2 separate regions of the Mus musculus genome follow, and region 1 is linked to region 2. Evidence: chromatin contacts called from public Hi-C data. All regions are on one chromosome and are shown on one strand. The core of a region is the stretch at or near the end of the contact, and the rest is flanking DNA. Distances in the headings are between cores, read along the strand shown.

The links. A called contact is a pair of places that touch in the nucleus more often than the background predicts.
Region 1: a Hi-C map of liver shows a contact between it and region 2, with 3 times the contacts expected there. The contact joins two enhancer-like sites. A contact is called at or near these places in 2 of 15 datasets of contacts at CTCF or cohesin (large pre-B cells and pro-B cells), 15 of 484 Hi-C or Micro-C datasets (colorectal tumor organoids, forebrain, liver and 3 more) and 9 of 115 datasets of contacts at active chromatin or transcription factors (CD8 T cells, Th17 cells, embryonic stem cells and 6 more).

The regions. Positions count from the first base shown.
Region 1 is chr3:37,906,359-37,909,058 of GRCm38.p6, forward strand. The region is part of intron 1 of Gm20755 (predicted gene, 20755); the gene reads left to right. Among named protein-coding and RNA genes, the nearest start is that of Gm20755, 8.9 kb to the left of the region's middle. Within about 2 kb of position 1,388, at least 110 of the 459 cell types and tissues checked have an H3K27ac peak or open chromatin away from gene starts, as enhancers often do. A contact at or near this core is called in heart atrium, liver, neural progenitor cells and 3 more, where this site is marked.
Region 2 is chr3:37,757,001-37,759,700 of GRCm38.p6, forward strand. The region is part of intron 1 of Gm42210 (a long non-coding RNA gene); the gene reads left to right. Among named protein-coding and RNA genes, the nearest start is that of Gm42210, 5.2 kb to the left of the region's middle. Within about 2 kb of position 1,396, at least 161 of the 459 cell types and tissues checked have an H3K27ac peak or open chromatin away from gene starts, as enhancers often do. A contact at or near this core is called in heart atrium, liver, neural progenitor cells and 3 more, where this site is marked.

The sequences.
Region 1 (2,700 bases), core at 138-2,637, 150 kb after region 2:
GCATGGAGCAATTCCTAGTGTCAAGTGCATCTGAAAGAGTCTCCCCAACACACCCAATCGGGGATGGGAGTCAGGCTGACAGCTTCAGCCCTGGGCTCTGTGCTCACACCCTGGCATTTTGGTGCAAAATGAATCCAATGCCTGAGAAAACCTTAAGACCCAGGTCATCTTTATTTTCCCTCCAGAGAGTGAGTTATTTGGAAGCCCCAGTACAAGGGAATGCCAGGGCCAAAAAATGGGAATGGGTGGGTAGGGAAGTAGGGGGGAGGGTATGGGGGACTTTTGGGATAGCATTCTAAATGTAATTGAGGAAAATACGTAATAATAAAAAATATTTAAAAAATAAAAAATGAAAACGTTTTGTAGAACTTCATATTTTTTTCTTCTCCGTATGAGGTTTAATATGCGCTCATTGCTTAAGAAGAATAGTCTACCTGATTGGGTCCCGTGGCGAGCAGAGCTGTCCCAGCCTTGCTGGAACTTGTGTTTCCTAAGTCCTGGCAGAGAGCAGGCTGAGTAGATGCTTCCTGCCCAGAAGCATAGGTACACGAGTGTGGGCCCAGGGGGCCTCTGATTAGGGTGCTGAGGAAGCAAGCAGACACCTCCAGCTGCCATCAATCAGCTCAGAGCCTGGCTGGAGCCGTAGTGGGTGGATTCTGCTCTGTGTGGTGGAAACACAAGGAGACAGAGACAAATGTTCTCTGGCCCTGCCGTTCTCCATGCTGCCCTTTCACAGTCCTTAACATGCATGCTCAAATTGATTTAGCCCCTTTCCCCTCAACTCAACCGTCTACTTTCCTTGCAGACTGACAGTTTTATGTGTGGCTGCCCTGCCAGTAGCTATAGTGTTTCAGAAACATTGACTTCCAGACTTAAAGGATGAGTGAGGAGGGGTGGGGGTGGAGAGGAAGGGAGGTGAGCTTGACTCATTTTAATTCCTTTTTTTTTATGGGGTGCAAAACATGCCCATCTCGGCACCAACTTTGTCTCTCCCTCTTGTTTTTCTTCTTTATTTCTTTTCTGTGTCAATGATTTCCATGAAAAGGTTTGAATAAAGCCTCACACTTGAAAAGCACATCTGCCAGGTGATGTCAACGCCTGGCCTGCTCCGTTTCCTGTTGGGTGGTGAACATGCCATTCTCTCATGGCCCTGGAATGCTGATTTGGTCCAGGGGCGAAGGCCAAACACAGGTAGGGTCAAGCTGGAGGAGCAGGGTGTGGAGGGTGCTTTCTGTCTTCAGTTCAGCTTTTGAGCGAGGGGGGCTGGGAAGAGTCTAGAAGCAGTTTATTGTCTGTTCTGCAATGTAAACTCAGAGGAGGAGGAGAGGGCGGGAAGTAAAAACTGGACTGTCAACAGTCCCTTGTCAGCTGCCTGCACAGCGTGCAGACATGCCAAACGTTGGGTGGACTTTGCCCGGGACAAGCCAGGACCCAGGTTTGACCCTTACCCTGACATTATTTGGAACTGGATGAAAGCACCTTCTCGGAATGTGTGAGAATATTTCTGGCATCGAAGGTCGAAGACTGAGCCTCGGAGTTAAAATAAATATTCAGGGCAAGGAAGGAAACAGAGGTTAAGGGTTTGATCAGATAGGAACTCGGAGCTCACGCAGTTCATCTCCCTCCTTGTACTCTCTCTGGTTTCATGTGTTCATCTACACAGCAGCCAACACACAGCTTGTCCTTCCTGCTCCTGTGGGGAAGGGTTGAAGGGAGGCCATTGATTTATGAAGACAAATAAAGATAAAACAAACAAAATAAAATAAAGTAGGTTGACGCATGAACCTTGGCCTGTGTATTTTCAGTTATTCCCTGAGATGGGTATTTAGTTCATTGTGGTGTCTTACTCTATAAAGTAGTTGGAAAGATAATGCAGGAAGAGACAAGAGTATTTTCATCTTTTTGTAAGAAATAGAATCTGGGGGAAAGACCATGAGGCAGACATATACTTTTCTACGCACACAAAAACATAAAGAGAGAAAGTTTTCATTGATCTTGCATGGTTAATGTAATGGTTCAGGGCTTTAGTTACCAGCCAGGTACCCTTATTACTGAGTGCTTTCTGTGTTTCCAGAAGCTACCGAGTATCGTTCTGCTACGCACTAATGTGACATTTGGGGTCATCCTCACGTTATCAGGACTCACAGGGCCGTCCTTGTCTCCCTGAAGTTCTCAGGGTCTTCATGGTTGACTGTTTCTAATCAGACAGTGCTCTGAAATACCCAGTTCCTTTGGAGCCAGGCATGGAATGCCCCTGGGGAAGTGAAGCATGCAGTTCCTGAAGCCAGACATTCAGTCTCCACTGAGGACCATGGATGGGTGGGAAAGCCTCCCTCCTGGCCTCTGGCTTCTTCATCTTGGGACGGAAGGTGTACACCGTGGCTTGCTGGCTGCTGACGGTGTGGGCAGAGGCTGTGTGGCAAGGTCAAGGGAGGCTCAGGGAGTTTCTGTGTCACTTTCTGCAGCCATGCAGCTTTCTTTAACAAGATCCCATGAAAAATACCATCTGAAAACACAAGCCTTGCTCAGTATAAAGATCTAAGAGGTGAAAATACAACTGAAGGGCAACCTTCCCTCTGACCATGAACTTTAGAAGTGACCTTGAATCTCTGTTTAAAGCCCATGAGAACAAATATACGTATACAACTGAGTCACTGAAAGGCTACTTTTACTTTCAAGGACATACTACGGAAGGTGTCT
Region 2 (2,700 bases), core at 146-2,645:
AAAGCACCGTTAGGTTCTGGAGAACATTTTAAAAAATGACAGAAAAAAGAAAAAGGAAAAGATATGGCTCTCAGAGTCAGAAAGGTGGGCAGACCCATGGAGGTTTGTAAAGACTGCACTAGGGAACTCTGGGAAGGAAAACATATTATCTCATTAAAGGCTGATTATTCCACTCATCTAGCATGGCTTAAGGTGAGCCGACCTTCCTAGGGGTCCCTTAGCCAGGTCATTGGAGTAAAAACTGGTCTCCCTGTAACACCCAGTCATTGCTGCTGTGTCATTTACCCCGCCCTCCCAACTCTCCCCCACCACCCCCACCCGCCCCAGGAGGTGATCCTTCAATCATTCAGGAGATGGGGTGAAACTGGGGAATCGATAGAATCCTTTTTGTTTTTTCCATGAAAGCCTAGAGTCCTAAGTTGTAAGTCTGTCCACCAGAAAGTTCTCAGTGTCTGGCAGAAGTTCTGCTCTGCTCTCCACCTAGAGGACGAAGAGGAGGAGAATTAGGAAGAGGAGGAGGAGGGGGGGGGGAGGAGGAGGAGGAGGAGGAGGAGGAGGAGGAGGAGGAGGAGGAGGAGGAGGAGGAGGAGGAGGAGGAGGAGGAGGAAAACCAGACCCCCTCCACCATTCTGGCCAGAGAAACAAAGACGTGGTGGGAACTGCTGCTTTGGGGTCCCTGCCCCTCCTGCCAGTCCAGTTTCTTTCTCCTGTTCTCTTCTTATGTGCTTCCATTGTGATAATATGCTTATAATGTAGAGTCATCTGGCATTTATAGGGTCCAGGATGTGTTCTGGACACTCTACTACAGCATCCAGGTGTCGTCACTGTATCTCTTTATGGAGGAGACAAATGGCTTGAGACACACACTCTTGTCAGTGGCTTGAGGAAGCCCTTGTTGTTGCAATTTTCTGGACAGAAAAAAAGGGTCATTTTAAAGTCTCTTTTTCCTCCCCTGGGCTGGGAGTATACAAGCGGGAATCAGATTTTATTTTTAACCGAATAATAAAAAATATGCTCTCTAATTTTAAAATGGTTTTCTTTGGGAGGGAGATGGTTTGAGGTTGTATTTGTGAGGTATTTCTCCGAAGGGTCTGAAGGACTACTCTGGTTAATTCTGGATGTTTCCTCTTCCCATCTTTCTGTCTTCGGATCTCAGGACAGCCCCCATTAGCCTGTGTCTCTGGAAGGACTGAGTGGGGGGCAGGGTGTTGGGTCTCTGGGAAACTCATTTGCATACCTCTTGTTACAGAGGCGACCACATCCTGGTTAAGACAATGTACTGTCTGATAAACAGACCAAATCTCCGGCGGCGGCGCTGCTGGGCCTGCGCCAGTGTGTGGCCGCCTTTGATACAGGTGCTGTTTATTCTGCCTGGAAGTCCAAGGACGGGACAAACTGTTACAGGGCCTAGGGTCACAGCTTGTGCCCCAGTGAACCAGGTTTGGCAACCCGTCCTTAATACACCAACTGGAAAAGCCAAATTAATAACGAAAGCCAGAAAAAGGAGATTTATTCAACGTAGCTACACAGGGAAGAAGGACAGAAAGATCCAGTGCCACAGTTTCCTCAAATCCATCTTTGGAGTCCGTCCCGACAGGAGGATATGTTTTAAATAGAAAGCAAGAGACCCACAAATCTAAGTAGTCGGACCAAGGTGTGGTTGTCATTGTCTCTGCTCCAAGTCTCTCCTCTTTCTTAGGGAGACAAGCTTCCCTTGGCTGTCCATAGCTTCAGTATCCCCACCCCCGCAGGAGGAGACTCCTGGGACGCTGGGGCGACTCCTCTGGGTCCAATGGAAGGGACACAGGCAGGTGGTCACACAATCAGCCTCCTCCCTTCTCTGGCAGAGATTTCTTGTGCCAAAAAACGTTTCTTAATGTTGTGTTTACGGGGAAGCATTGGAATTCCCCACACATGCTGCCTGGGCTTGGTGAAGAAGTGATAAACAGAAAGGTTTGTCTTCTCTAGCTATAAATATCTTGGGGTTCAGGGAAATCAGGAAAGCACAGTGCAAGGGAGAAATACTAGTCAAGGTTTGCCAAGCTTTTGTTGATAAATATTTATTTTCACATCTGCTTTCTGCATGTCCTCGCTCCTCCTCTCTCCCTGTCCTACACACACACAGATAAGAGGAAAGGAAGTTTAAACAATTAGCTTCGGGCTGTAAGACTTGCTGCAGCTTCAGAGTCATCTGGATAAAGCAGACTGGAGAGATGACTCAGCCATGAAGAGAACCTCTTGCAGAGGACCAGGGTTCGGTTCCCAGCACCAACATGGTCTCTAACTCCATTTTCAGAGGATCCAATGCCTTCTTCTGACCTGTGAGGGAACGAGGCATACATCAGCTGCAGATAGATGCAGGGCAAACCCCAGGCCCATAAAAGAAAAATATGTTGTACTAAGGATCTGGGTAATCTCTTCTCCCTACTCTGAGATGCCATGCGTTTGTGGCAGTTAAGGTAAGAGATCCCTCAATTTCCTGTCCTGTTCAAAAGACATTCAAATCTAAATGTGATCAAAAATGTTACCAGTGCCTGTCACCACTGAAAGAAAGGGTTTCGGTGACTCACAGATTATTTTATCTTGTTCAGGCAATATTTTTCACAAACCTGCATTTCCTCCAGGGAACAGAGGTGCAGTTTCTTCCTGTCTGCACTTACAGTGACCCAGGGAACAGTCCAATCACCTGAGTCCGATTGT